Linked DNA regions of Oryctolagus cuniculus: region 1 is linked to region 2. A link is a contact called in public Micro-C data. All regions are on one chromosome and are shown on one strand. Each heading gives the region's core, a stretch centred on a gene start, on an enhancer-like site or on the middle of the called end of the contact. The rest is flanking DNA. Distances are from core to core; before and after follow the strand shown. Region 1 holds the start of VEGFA (vascular endothelial growth factor A). Region 2 has its middle 140 kb from the start of VEGFA.

Region 1 (7,236 bases), core at 2,018-4,517, 140 kb before region 2:
TGGATCAGAAGTGTGGAATAGCCAGGACTCGAACCAGGCACTCCAGTATGGGATGGTGCCACAAGGCCCACCCTTGCTCTGCCTTTCTAGTGCTTGTTGCAAACTCCTATGCTAGGAAAACACCTAGGAACAGTCAGGAGAGAGACAGCGCTGGATCCCCAGCCAGACACAAGGTATGGGTGGGGGAGGGGGGAACCAACCCAACTCTAGGTCAGTGCCCAGCCAGGCCCCTGGGGCAGGGCAGACAGTGAAGGGGAAGGTCTCCTCCCATCACAGAGAATCCACCTGGAGCAACGAGGAGACAGCAGCCAGGCCCACGAGCCTCCCCTGGCCCTTGCTCTGCGCCTTCGTCCATGGGCTTCCAGGTGCCGAGCGGGAGCTTCCCTGAGCTATGGAGGTGACAGGACGCCAGGACAAAGTACAACCATTGTGCCTTGGGCCTGATCACTACTTCCTTTGTCTGGGGCCGCTGCTGGCTCCTGGCTGCCTTTCACACTCTCCTCCGCCCCCTCCCTGTCCCTGTCTCCCCTCCCCCTCCCCCTCCCCGATCACCGTCCCCTTCCTCCTTGGCTCTCTGCTGACTGGCTGCAGAGCCATGGGCCATGGCCGCCCTGGTCCTGAGGCTGGGGCTCCGGGGAGCCTCGCACAGGGACCCCGCGTGATCTGTGTCGGGGCTGTGCCCTGCTCCAGTCCCCCAGCTGGCCCGGTGACCTTGGGCCCTGACCCCTTTCCTGCAGCAGCCTGGGGAGGCAGGACAAGTGGAACTGAATTAGTGCAAGGGGACCAGCCCGGGGAGAAGAGAAGGTGCCACGGAGATGGTGTGGTCTCATCGTGGCTGATTTGTTTCTTTTTGCCTTTTCCGAAGATCCAGATGGTTGGAGGGCATCCCTGGGAGTTGGTGACACCATCCTGGGGCTAGGATCCAGAGTAGACGTCTCTTCTGTGTCACCAACCTAAATGAATAGTAGACCCAGGGGGCTGTCCCCACCCTAATGCAGCTGGCTCAGTACCCCCAGGCTAGGTTGCAATCCCAGTCTTTTACAAAGGGACGTCTGCCACTGGGCAGAGCCCACAGGGGAAGCTCAGAGAAGCTGTTGTAACATTGCTGGGGGTGAGGGGAGGAAGGTGGCAGGCCCTAGGCTGGAGGGGGACCTGGAGCTATGAAGGGACAGTTGATGGCTCCCTGTCCAGGGGACCCCACGCCGCCAGCCTCTCCCTGACCAGGGAGATCTCTGCTGCCCCTCTGGGGCTGAAGACAGTGGAGATGGGAGAGGGCCAGAGGAGGGGCTCCGGGCCCAGGGCCTCCCAGCCTGTGCTCCTGGGTGCTGGGGGCAGACTAGGGGGAAGCAGAATGGCCTCCCTTCCACATCCCACTCAGCAGTCTGCAGCAGGGAGCCCAGGTGAGGCGGCCTGCCTGGAAGGGGGCGGGAGCCAGCAAATAAACATTGACTAACTGTGCAAGGCCTTGTCCCTGCTGCTGGGGGCCGGCCAAGTGGTGGAGACATGCCGGAGCACGAGTGATGGAAAGGTGGGCTGTGGTGGCCGCCAGCTGGCCCACTGGGGGACACCCCTCTGGTGGAATTGGGGCACTAAGGAGGTAATCTAGCACCCCCCACCAAACCACAGTGCTGCGTGCAGAGGGAGGGGGCTGGCTGAGTCACCTCCTTGGGTCGTTTTGGGCAAACCGGGGGCAAAACTGCTGCATTCTCATCCCCACTCCCATCTCCAGTCCTGGCCTCGGCAGAGGCTCCATCGGCCCTGGGCCAGCCCTGGTCAGGGCCTGCTGGGCAGGTAAGGAGACTGGTCCCTCTCTTCCCACAGGTAGCACAGCCCCCAGTCCTCTGCTCCCCGGGGGTGCCTGAGAAGGGCTGGGCCAAAGCCCAACCAGGACTTTTTCCAGGCTGGGTCCTATATGCAAGGGTGGGGTGGGGGGATTTGGGGAGCATGGAGGGAAGATATAAGACAGGGGAGTTGCAGGAGAAGGGGGCTTTGAGTGATGGCCCGGGATGGGGCAGAGACCGGTGAGGCTTCGAGCCTGCAGAAGCAGCCAAGGCAGCCAGAGGGTCTGGGTGGCTGGGGAGAGCCCCCCGTTTTTGCTCAGAAGATGAGCGTGAGCTGGGGCCCGGGCTGATGGAAGCCTTGGCCCCCAGCCTGGTGGGAGCCCAGGGCAGCTGGCCTACAACCGGTCCTTAGTGCGGCAGGGGAGCTTTGAGTCATCACTCAAGTCCTGGCCTCCATCCGCCCCCACCAGCCCCCTGGCCTCAGTTCCCTGGCAACATCTGGGGGGGGGGGTGCAGCAGGAACAAGGGCTTCTGTCTGCCCAGCTGCCTCTCCCTTTGGGCTCTGCCAGACTCTCCAGTGCATACGTGGGCTCCGACAGGTCCTCTTCCCTCTGGGTCAGTGACTAACCGCGGAACCCCACGCTTCCCTGCCTCAGCTCCACAAACTTAGTGCCAAATTCTTCTCCCGGGGGAGCCTCCCTGGACACTTCCCAAAGGACCCCAGGCACCCTAGCCTGCCAGCTGCCAGATAAGGGCTCCAGATGGGGACACTGTCCCCTCTGTGCGCCGTGCAGAGCCCTCTGCCCACGAGGCCTTTCCAGTTCCGAAGACGCAACTGCTCGGGAAGTCAGAAATGGGGGTTGCGGGCGTCAGCCACCCTCCCCTTCCCAAGGCCCATTCGCTCTCGAGCCAGAACAGGGCTGTGCAGGCAGTGGTCACTAGGGGGCGCTCGGCCACCGCCGGGAGCTCGTGAACTTGGGAAAGTCGCGTCTGCGTGAGTGAGAACGCGTGTGTCAACGTGTGTGTTTGTGTGAGCGCGTGTGTAGGGGGCGAGGGTGCTGCGTGGGGAGGAGGCCGGGGGTCACTCCAGGGTTCCAACAGCTCTGGGCCCCTTCCCCACCCGTCCCTGACGGGCTCCCCGCCCGTCCCCCGCCCTCCCCAATATTCCCGGCAAAGAGGCACCAGCTCGCAGCCCTGTCCGCACATAACCTTAGTTTCCTGCTCCCGCCCCCTGGACACCCCGCGAGCGTGCGTGTCTCTAGGCAGAGTTTCAGGGGGGCGCGCGGCAGTTCTCAGGCTGCTAGCCTTGGTGGTGGTGGTTGAGGGGGCGTCGAGCGTTCCCTTCGCCGCGGTGGGCTAGGGGGTCCAAGCTGAGCTGGGTGCCCCCGGGGAAGGCGGTGCCTGCACGGATTCGGCTTGCGCCCGCCTCCCGCCCCTGTCCCCGCCCCCCGGGGCGGGCTCGGGGCGGGGTTGGGCCTATTTTTCAGTCGCCTGGGAGCGGTGAGGAGCGCAGAGGCTTGGGGCAGCCGGGCTGCGAGGAGGCCGCGGCGCAGGGGGAGCGGAGCCGGCGGCAGCGGCGCTCGGTCGGGAGGCGCAGCGGCGAGGCACACGGTCCCGCGGACGCACCGGCCAGGGCCCCCGCGCTGGATTTCCATACTCATTTAGCTGGGGTTTACCCCTCCTCGTTTCTTCTGAAACCTTAAAAAAAAAAAAAAAGACTGAATTGTTTCCCCGTTGTAATTGATTTTTGCTTCCCGTTGCCCACTGAAGACGGGCAGACGGTTCGGGGAGACTGCTCTTTAACTCCCCCCAGTCACTTCGGATTTTGGAAACGCGCAGAGGAGGAGCGAGGTGGCAAGAGCTCCGGAGAGAAGTCGAGGAAGACAGACGGGGTTGGAGAGCGCGCGCAGGCGGGCGAGCAGCGAGAGGGACCGGGGCAAAGTGAGTGACCTGCTTTCAGGGGGGTGACCGCCGGAGCGCGGCGCAAGCTCTCCCCCCTCGGGACCCCGCGCAGGAGCAGCCGCGCTGACGGACAGACAGACAGACACCGCCCCCAGCCCCAGCGCCCACCTCCTCCCCGGCCGGCGGCCCACGGTGGACGCGGCGGCGAGCGGCGGGCAGCAGCCGGAGCCCGCGCCCGAAGGCGGGGTGGAGGGGGTCGGGGCTCGCGGCATTGCACTGAAACTTTTCGTCCAACTTCTGGGCTGTTCTCGCTCCGGAGGAGTCGTGGTCCGCGCCGGGGGAGCCGAGCCGAGCGGAGCCGCGAGAAGTGTTAGCTCGGGCCGGGAGGAGCCGCCACCGCCGCCGCCGGAGGAGGAGGGGGAGGAGGAAGGAGAGAAGGAAGAGGAGAGGGGGCCGCGGTGGCGACTCGGCGCCGGGGAGCCGGGCTCATGGACGGGTGAGGCGGCCGTGTGCGCAGACAGTGCTCCAGCCGCGCGCGCGCCCCAGGCCCTGGCCCGGGCCTCGGCTCCGGGAGCAAGAGGAGCTCGCGGAGGCGCCGAGGAGAGCGGGCCGTCCCGCAGCCCGAGCAGGAGAGGGAGCGCGAGCCGCGCCGGCCCCGGCCGGGCCTCCGAAACCATGAACTTTCTGCTTTCTTGGGTGCATTGGAGCCTTGCCTTGCTGCTCTACCTCCACCATGCCAAGGTAAGCGGCCGTGCCCGCCTGGCGCCGCGGGCCGCTGCGAGCGCCTCTCCCGGCTGGGGGAACGTGCGTGCGTGCGAGCGCGCGCGTGGGGGACTCGGTGCCCCCACTCGGGTCCGTGGGCACCGGCGCGCGGCATCCCCCTCTGCCGTCGTACGTGGAGGGGGAGGGGGCGCGCGCTAGGTGGGAGGGCACCGGGGGTAGGCTCACCGCCCACGCGGGCCCTGCCCACCCACCGGAGTCGCCGCACGTACGATCTGGGCCGACTAGCCGAGGGCGGGAGTCGGAGGAGGAGGCCGAGGGGGCTGGGCTTGCGCTGCCGCTGGCGGCTGAAGTTTGCTCCCGGCTGCTGGTCCCCAGCGAACTGGAAGTCCGGGCAGCGGGGGCGGGAGCCAGGGCCCAGTGGGCAGGGTGGGGGGTGCTCGGACCTTGGACCCGGGAGGGCAGAGAGCGTGGAGGGGGCAGGGCGCAGGCGAGGGAGCGGGCGCGCTGCTGTCAGTGCCACTCGGTCTCTTCGGCCCTCGCCGCGAGTTGGGGAAAAGTTTTCGGGTGGATTGTTGTGGGGACCCCCCTCCCTGCCGGCCACCTGCGCCGCGCCACCCCCGCCCGTCCCCGCTCGCGTCCCGCTCGGTGCCCGCCCGCCCTCCCCCGCCCGGCCGGGCGCGCGCGGCGCGGAGCCGATTACATCAGCCCGGGCCTGGCCGGCCTCGTGTTCCCGGAGCCGCGGCTGCCCGAGCCGGGAGCCCCGGACGGCGAGCGGCGCCCCTCCCCCGCGCCGGCCGGCCGGGGGAAGGTGACCTCTCGAGGTAGCCACAGCCCGGGGACCCGGAGGGCCATCCCCACCCCTTCCCGCCGTCTCCAGCCCCTACCCGGGCCGTGTTCTAGGACGCCCCCTCCCCCTTTTCCAGTTTCCTCCCTCGGTGGAGAAGTCTCTGCCACCCCTTGCTCTGGTACTCCTCCCTGCTGGGAAGACCCATCCGAGGCTCCAGAGTCCAGGGAAGGGACGGTCACGGCCACAAGTCGGGGTGCGGGAGCCATCCGGGTGCTTTGTCCGCACTAAGGAGCTGCCCACTTGGTGACAGTGTGCCTCTCGCTTCCCCGGAGGTTCCGAATGAGCCATGCTTTAGCTTCTGTGGGGGAGATCTTGGAGAGTGGCTTCACCCCACTTTACCCTTTTTGGAAAAAAAATGACATGGGCGGCATAGGAGCAGCCCTTCCAGAACCCTTGGGAGCAAGCTCTCCTGCCAGCCCTGCACTCAGGCTGCAAACGTCCGGGCCAAACAGGGTGTTGGAGCAGGTGGTTTTTTGGAACTCCAGACTTGCCCACCCGACTCGCCTCCCAAGGCTACCCACGGGGTCCCTTTCTGCTCCTCTCTTAGACCTCCCCTCAGCCGCAGAGTCCCCTTGGAGAGGAGGCGGAAGGAAGGAAATGGGCAGGGGTCCCTGCCACCACCCAGAGTTCCTCAGACCCTGGCACAAAGACCTTGGCTCCAGGCCTCCCAGTGTGGAGGAGGGGCCGAGTGGCAGCCTGGCCGCAGAGTGACCTTCAGAGGCCCCCAGAGAAGGGCACCTGGCCCCTCCCTGCCTAGAGCTGCCCCTCCAGTGCCCCCTGGCCTTGGAGGGAGCAGGAAGTTTCCGTCCCCTTGCCTGGTGGGGCCCTGGTGGGGTGGAGGACACAGGGGGCAGGTTGGCAGGGGAAGCCCCAGTGCAGAGCTGGCAGGGAGGGGGGAAGCCCAGGAGGCTGTGGTGGGAGGGTATCCAGCTGGGACCGCTCTCACTGGGGGTGAGGCTGGGGGACCTCAGTGGGGTGCCTGGGAATGGGTGAGAGGCAGGCAGTAGGAAGGACTCCTTTCTAGTGGGGTCTGGAGTTCCGAAGCTGGCTGCCATGCCCGGCCAGTGGCTGTGCAGCTGGGAACTGCTCCCCGAGAGGAGCAGGTGGGTGTGGGGAGGTGGTGAGAACTCGGGACCCTCAGGAAGGGCCCGGGGAAGTCTCTGCCTACTGGGTGCTGTCAGGGCCACATGGCTGTGCTTGATGACCTTCACAGCTTCTGGGGAGGGGAGGAATGACCTGGTGGGGGTGGGGAGGGGTGGGGGCCGCGCCACAGGGGGCCCCCTAGGGGCTGGGCAGTGCTAAGGCAGAAAAAGCTTCCCTGGGTTGCATTTGAGGAAGGTGCCCTAGGTGCCCGGGACCTTGGGACCCCCCCCCCCAACTCAGGGAGGAGGAGAAACCAAGGCATAAGGTGGGAGCAGGGGCCGGTGTGGCTTGGGGAGTATGTTCAGGGAGACTTGTACAGGGGACGACGGGGCTGTCCCCTTGCCACAGGTTTTTACCTTCTGAGCAGTCTGTGGGTGTGCTGAAGATTCCTGAGGCCTAGGAGGGTTTGCATGGGGGAGGGTGGCTGGGTGCCCTTCGGTCCTCTGCACCCCCCCGCTCCAACCCCAGCTCACCCTGGTATTTGTCATGTCAGCAGGAGAAGGTCACCATGTTGTTTTTCTCGCCCCCAGTCCTTCCTTCCTGCCCCAGTCCAAATTTGTCCTCCTATTTGACCTTACTACTCAGCCGCTGCTCTGGACCAGGGACTCCGGGGGGCAGTGGGAGCGAGGAGAGGGGAAACGCGGGAAGGGACCGGGTCCTGGACAGGGCAGCCGTCTGGTGCGTGTGTGCTGCTCCTGCCTGTTGAGTGGCCTGCTCCCCAACATCTGGTCAGCTCTTAACTTTCCTGGGGGTGCACGTTGGAGTCGGCCGGGGGTGGTGGGCATGCTCTGTGCCCGGGGTGACCCCCCGACGGGGTACCCTTCCCCTGAGAAGCCTTAG
Region 2 (7,212 bases), core at 48-2,547:
TGCCCAGCAGACCCCACCCCCTCTCATGCAAACGGAGCCCTGGTCCTTCCTCTTTGTAGCCGTGTGCCGTGTTAGCAGGTCCAGGTCGGGCCGTCAGGGCGCGGGCTTGTAGAACCCACAGTTTGGACTTCGTCCTCACCTCGTCCCATCCCCTCGGAGCACCGTCTGTGTCCTGACCACCAGCAAAAGCTCCGTGCTCAACCCTGGGACACTCCGCAGACGCTCAGAGAGCAAGCCCAAGCCAGCCCCCTGTGCTTTGCCTCCTCGGCGACAAGGAGGCCAGCGTCATCCTGTTTCTGTGCCCTACGCCCTGGTATCACTGAATCAGTCTAAGGACACGCAGGGCCAGCAGCAGTCCCTGTTTCGACCAAGGCTTGGTGGGAGCACACCCGACACAGTGTCCATTTTGCCAGATTTATTTATTTATTTGCAAGGCAGCGTTACAGAGAGAGGAGACAGAGAGAGAGAGGGAGATAGAGAGCGAGCTTATATCAGCTGGTTCACTCCCCAGCTGGCCACAATGCACAGAGGCTGGGGCTGGGCCAGGCTGAAGTCAGGGGCCTGGAATGCCATGTTGGCCCACCATGTGGGTGCAGGGACCCAAGTACTTGTACCATCTTCTGCTGCTTTCCCAGGTGCCTTAGCAGGGAGTTGGATCAGAAGTGGAGTGGCCAGGACTTGAACTGGCACCCATTTGGGATGCCAGTGCCACAGGGGGAGGCTTAGCCCACTATGCTACAACACCAGCCCCCCTGCTGTCTTTAAAAGCTCACGGCACTGGGGCATGGGGAGGGGCAACACCGTGGACAGAGGAAGGGCTAATCCGAAGCAATGGCAGTAGCCCGGAGCCCTGCTTCTGGGGACCTGGGTACTCCAGAGGTTTGGAGACAGGGCCATTGCTCTCCTGCCTACCACCCCTCCCCACAAGCCCAGGGACCCCTGGCCTGACCTGGGTGGATTGTGTCCAGCCTGTGCTTTCCAAGGGCTCTGAATTATTCCGCCTGGGAACCAGGCAGTTGAATCTCGTGTCTGCCCCAGGCTGCAAAAGAGATTATTTTTTTTATTAGCTGTCCCTTGTTAACTCATAATTGCAATCATGTAACATTTAATAGAGGCACAAAGTAATCCCCATCTCTGCCCCGCAATCATTCATTAGCTAACAAGATGGAGCGGTTCATAAAAAAACGGCCGTTAAAAAAAAAATTCCGGGGAAATGGAAAGCAGGAGATGATGCAAGCCCTGGTTAACAAAGGCCCAGAGCTGAGGGAGGCGGGAGCGGGTGTGAGCTGAATAACCCAGCCCTGATAAGCCACAAAGCAGCACCCGCTGCTCCCTCCTCCCTCCGCCGCCTGAGTCAGAGAAGCTGGGATGTGTACAAAAATCGAGCAACGTAATTAGCAGGTTGCATCATGCCCTCGATTATAAATTACAATGGGCACACAGAAAGTGCATGGATAGGCAGGGATTAGACGGGGTAACCCAATCCCAGTGCCAGCCAGGGCGACAGAGAGCCCAGGAGCTGCCACCACCCAGTCACTCAGGGACTCCACGGGGCAGTGACAACACCTGCTCAATGTGCGCTTTGTGTCGCACGGGATAATGATTGACTAACTCGAGGAATCAGGAGGTGTGAAAAGAAGATGGCCCTCTTAACCCAGCCATTGTCTGTTCTCTGCTGGAATGTCCCCTGCCCCGCCCACCTGCTGCACCTGTGCACACGGATGCAGTCTGAGGATGGCCCAGGTGAGGAGCCCTGGGGGGGGCGGGGCTGCGCTGATAAGATCTAAAGGGACTGAGCAGGGGGTTGTGGGGGCCCCATGAAGGATGATACAAACTCAGTAAACAAGGCAGAGAACAGGCGACAGAGAGAGCGCTCTCCTGGGGACTGGGTGTGGACCCAGCAGGCTGTGGGAAGGGTCAAGCCTGTTCTCTCTGGGCCTCAGGTCCCCTGCTATAACCCACCAGCTGGCCATGTGACCAGGACAAGTCATTTCCCACCTCTGGGCCTCAGTTTCCCCCTAAGACCTGGTCACAGCCAGCTGGCTGACCAGCCCACTCCTCTGGGCCTCAGTACCCCCATTTACAAGGAGGGAAGCGATCCAGACAATCTTTAAAAAGTTCACCTTGGATCGTCGCTCAGTGTGGGATGAATATGGGTTTCTCCAACATCCTAACCAACCTGCCAGTTCACCTGGTACCTTGGAGAGCAGGGAGCCAGGCCAGGCAGCCCTGCAATGCGACCCTCAGCGTCACTAAAGGGCTACCCGGAGCAAGTGCGCAGCAGGCTCAGGCAGACGAGGCGCTGGTGGCACCACGCAGCCACACCCTTCACTTCCTCCTGGTGGAAACTTGGCCTTTCAGGCAGCCTTTGCAAACAGTCTTTACTCCGCAATGTTTTCTTAGCGGCTCTACGCTGTGCGCAAGAAATAATCCCATTAACATCACTATTTCTGCAGGAAAGGACAAGGATATAGATTTGCCCTTGAGTTCAATGAGCTCGGCGCTCTTAAAAGGAAAGCCACAAAGGTGAGGCCGGCGCCCTGCAGGAAACACATTGAGTGGCTTTATTCTGCGAATGGGATAGAGGTGGTAGCCAGCCAGCCAGTGCCAGCCGAGGGACCCTGACTCCTTGTCCCTTTGCCAGAACACACTGGGTGATTTAGCACCACCAAGTCTCTGGGCAAGCTGTTCCTATTGCCCCCTCAATGCCCTTCCCCTCTGTGTTCAGCCACCCACCTTATACTCTGCCCTTCGGACCTCACGCCAGTGTCACCTCCTCCCAGCAGTCTTCCAGGATCCCCTGCTGTGGTCCCCACCTGAGCCAGTCCTGTCTTGGCACATCTCTGTGTGCTGTGTCCACCAGAGTCTGTGAGTTCCCAGGCCCAGGGCCAGGCCTGCACACAGCCAGCGCTCCCAAGTGGTTTCCTCATTCAGCCGCCGCCTTTCCTCACGGCAAGGAATAGGTGGGAGCAGCCTCAGGCCTGAAGCTTTGCTTGAAGTCTAGAAAACTTGCCCATTCATTCTTCCATTCATTCACTCATTCCCTGTGTAATCTGAATACATACAGTGAAGGGGCGGGGCTCAAGGAGGGAGACCAGACCGGTCAGCTTTGGGCATTTCCGTGAAGACATTGACACACCTTTGCGTGGGGCTGGGAGAAAGTTCCAGAAGCCATCCTGCAGTGTGGACTGACCTCGAGGGTGGACAGACCCCTTCCCCAGGGCTGACAGTGTCTGCTTAGCCCAGTCTGCTTAGCCCAAGAGGGCCTGAGCCTCATCGGCTCCCTGGAGACGTGAAGGGGGAGACGGGGAGGGGGGAGCAGGGGCCTCTCTCCTCACCTGTCGGAAGCTCCCAGCACGTCCCCCTGACGCTGGGACTGCCGTCCTTGTGTCCATAGCACCGAGCAGGTGACCTCCCTGCTCCCGGGTCAGGATGACATTACATCCCTACATCGTGACCTCACTCGGGCCGCTGGCCTTGGGCTCCGTCTGCTTCTGAGCTGAGAGCAAAATAACAGCAGAGCCACAGCTGCCTGGGTGCTCTTTCAGCTACGGCAGAGCACCCACGAGGTGCACGCCCACTCATGCGGGAACCGGGACGCAGAGACATGGACACACCTGCCCGGGGGGACTCCAGCCAGTGAGATGCACCTTGCCTTCTCTGCCCCGCCCCATACATGGTCTTTACCATGTCCAATGTAGAAGGAAAAGTGAATGAAAATAACAGCTTCATAGGAAGGCACTTCAAAAAGTTCGTGGACAGTAGAATTGAAAGGGAAGCTTATTTTTGGTGTAAAAAATTTTGAAATCCGTGGAGGTGTTCACCCGGTGGTTAAGTTGCCACTTAGGAGTACACATCCCATAGCAGAGTGCCTGGCTCAAGTCCAGCTTACTCTGCTTGCACTCCAACTTCCTGCTAATGTGCACCCTGGGAGGCACCCAGGGGCGCAAGAATTCAGGTCCCTGCCACTCATAGTGGAGACGGATTGAGTTCAAGGGCTCAGGTTTTCGGCCTGGCCTACCCCTGGCTGTTGCAGGCATTTGGGGAGTGAATCAGTGGATGGAAGATCTCTGTCTCTGTCTCCCTGTATTTAAAAAAAAAATATAAGTGAGGTGCTGGCGCTGTGGCTTAGCAGATTAAGCCCCTGCCTGCAACACCAGCGTCCCTGATGGGCGCCAGTTGGAGTCCTGGCTGCTCCACTTCTGATCCAGCACCCTGCTAGCGCGCCTGGGAAAGCAGCGGAAGATGGCCCAAGTGCTTCAGTTCCTGAACCCATGTGGGAGACCCGGAAAAAGCTCCTGGCTCCTGGCTTCAGCCTGGCCCAGTCCTGGCTATTGCCACCACTTGAAGAGTGAACCAGCGCCCCACCCCCACCAACTCCACCTTTTAAATAAAGAAATAAATATTTTAAAAATTGAAATTCACATAGAGGGATCTCATGGAAAATGCGTATCGTGAGAAAAAAAGTCTTTGCACTAAAATAAACGTATCTTTAAATTCCATTTGCCATGAACTCCCTGAAGTCACCTCGTATGGGGGGCATGGACCATGTACCGGGCACGGTTTCAAGTTCTTCACCTTCATTCATGGAATCAGCGGCAGGTCTAGTCGCTGGGAACGTGGTGGAACGCGGCAGTGGGCAGGGCTGCGACCCTGCCCTTGGGGAACTCCCATCGTCACGAGGGCCACAGAAGACTATAAACCAAGGAGCCAGTAAATGGAAAAATAGGGGAGGCAAAATGATGGCAAAAAGCCAATCAGAGGATGAGTAGCTGGCAAAGGCCTTTGATTGAGTGACCTGGATGGGACTTCCAAAGGAGGTGGGCGGGGAGCCTGGGCGTGCCTGGGGGTGGACACCCAGTGCAGTGGGCATAGGAGGTATAACAGCCCTGGGGCAGGACTGTGCCGCGGGCTGCTAGGGCTGGAGCAGTGTGGAGGGTGAGGCATGGGTTAGCTGTGTGTCACCTCGCTAGACTCACAACAGTGCCGCACACCAGGCCCAGGTTGTTATTCTGTGGCCGATGAAGACACGGAGAAAGGGAGGACAGTAAAGTCCTGTGCCAGGCTTGCGCCTCCACGCTGGCGATTCATGAGCGGGGAACTGGTCCCCGGTCCCAGCAATGGATCGGAATCATCCGGGGAGCTCGCAAACAATCCAGATTCCCAGGTTTCTCATGTGAACAAGCTGCCCGGCCGACTCACACAGAATCTTCCATTGACTCCGGCTTTGAGGGGCCACCGGGGGCTGGCTGTGCACAGGCTGCCATGGAGGGGCAGGCGCTCTGCCAGGGCGCCAACTCCAGCGCTGCTCTGATGTCTGAGTGGCTGCGACCCCTGGTCCTCTCTGAAGCTCGCCTCTTCATCCGGGAAACCAGACGGCTGAACTCCATCGGGGAATTCCCAGCACAGTAGACTTCTCCATCCAATTGCATCTTAGCTGGAGCCCAACCACAAACCACAGCAAAGGAGCTTCATTTGCAGGAGGACTGTTCCGGCCATCACCCCCCGGCCACCTGGAGCTCACTCCCGCGAGCAGGGGCGGCTGGCCGGATGCTCGGAGCCCTGGATACCCATCGCGGGGCAATCCCCCTTGGAGTGGATTCTGTAAGTCCTATTTGGGGAGCACGCTGAGAAAACCTGCCCCAAACCCCAGCTGAGTTCTTGGGAAGCCCCGGCGCCAGTGACGGGAGGGAGGGCGCTGGGGCTGGGCAGGCAGCAAGCCTCTTTCAGCTCACCTGCGTTCTCCGTTCTCCGCCTGCTTCTGTCCTGGCTGGGGAGAGGGGGGAAGCGGTGTGTCCCAAACCCTTGAGACGATCCTCGACCAGTGTGGAGACTTGATGTGGTGGGTGGCGGTCCTCCAGCAGATGAGAGCAGGAAATCTGCTTCCTCGTGGGCGGAGCCTCTGACATCTTGGATTCCACGCCCCTTCTTTGTCTTGGAATAATACAAGCTCTTCTGCCTGGGAGGTCCCTTCCACAGCCCTCCTCCCTAGGACTCCTCCCTGAGCCAGAGAAGAGGAAAAGGAAGCCACCTGCCTGGGGCCACGTGGCTTCTTAGGTGATGAGACCCGTCCTTCAACCCCAAATCCAGAGCTTTGTCTGATAGTACCAGGGCCCACGTGGGCAGACACACCCCTGCCCTCACAGGGCTCACACGCGTGTGCATGTGCACATGGTCGTGTCTGTGTGTGATCAGGGGCTTAGTGGAGAGGGGAGCAATCTCAGGGCAAAGTCAACTCCCTTGACATCCGGCACAATCGCTTGCATACAGCAGGTGCTCAATCATTTGTGGAAAGCACGCTTTGCAGATGGGAATTACCTGAGTTTCCTCTCTGCGACACCTTGGGCTCTGCTTGGAGTCTGGGTTTCCTGGGACCGGCAAACATCTCTTCCTGGGCTGGTGGAAGCTAGGAAATCTGGGTGGTGCCCCAACAGTGGAGCAGGTGCCCCGGGGCTGGGCTTTGCCTCCAGGCCTCAGGACCAGGCTGTGGGAGGGGAATCCCTCTCTCCCTGGCTGGGACAGGGAAACTGAAGCCTGGAGGGGCAAACCCAGGTCTCTCTCCAAACCCGATGCTCCTCTGCCGCTGTGGCTGCCTCCCCGTCCAACTCTGCAAACCCAGTGGGGTGTATTTTTGTTTCGGGTTTTCATTGTAAACCTCTAAGTAAAACAGGCAGGACGGAAATGAAGCCCCTAGCACCCCTCCCTTCCAGCTGCCGATCGCCCAAGCCCCTGGGAGGAAAGCACTGGGTTTGTGCTCCGGGCACGGGGAGCCCTCTGTGGCCAGCACGTGGCAGGGCATGGATTCTTCAGTGTTCCCTCTGGGGAAGGGGTGGAGGGGGTGGTCCACGCGCTCCTTCCCCCCAGCATGGATGCTGATTGCTTCATTTTTTTTACAGATTTATTTTATTGATTTGAGAGAGACAGAGAGAGGCAGAGACAGAGAGAGAGGTCTTCTATCTGCTGGTTCACTCCCCAGATGGCCACAACGGCTGGAGCTGTGCCGATCTGAATCCAGCAGCCAGGAGCTTCTTCTGGGTCTCCCACACACGTGCAGAGGCCCAAGGACTTGGGCCATCTTCTACTGCTTTCCCAGGCCACAGCAGAGAGCTGGATTGGAAGACGAGCAGCTGGGACTCGAACTGGCTCCCATATGGATCCCAGCACTGCAGGCCAGGGCTTTAACCCGCTGTACCACAGCACCAGCCCCCGTGA

The links. A called contact is a pair of places that touch in the nucleus more often than the background predicts.
Region 1: a Micro-C map of ear pinna shows a contact between it and region 2, with 2.1 times the contacts expected there. The contact joins the promoter of VEGFA here to the enhancer-like site in region 2. A contact is called at or near these places in 2 of 6 Hi-C or Micro-C datasets (ear pinna and an unstated tissue).

The regions. Positions count from the first base shown.
Region 1 is chr5:126,311,165-126,318,400 of mOryCun1.1, reverse strand. It overlaps VEGFA (vascular endothelial growth factor A), which reads left to right and starts at 3,267. Exons shown (of 7, transcript XM_070074064.1): 1 at 3,267-4,424. The coding sequence starts at 4,359.
Region 2 is chr5:126,173,681-126,180,892 of mOryCun1.1, reverse strand. No RefSeq gene overlaps it. Among named protein-coding and RNA genes, the nearest start is that of VEGFA, 140 kb to the left of the region's middle. Within about 2 kb of position 1,297, at least 3 of the 8 cell types and tissues checked have an H3K27ac peak or open chromatin away from gene starts, as enhancers often do. A contact at or near this core is called in ear pinna, where this site is marked.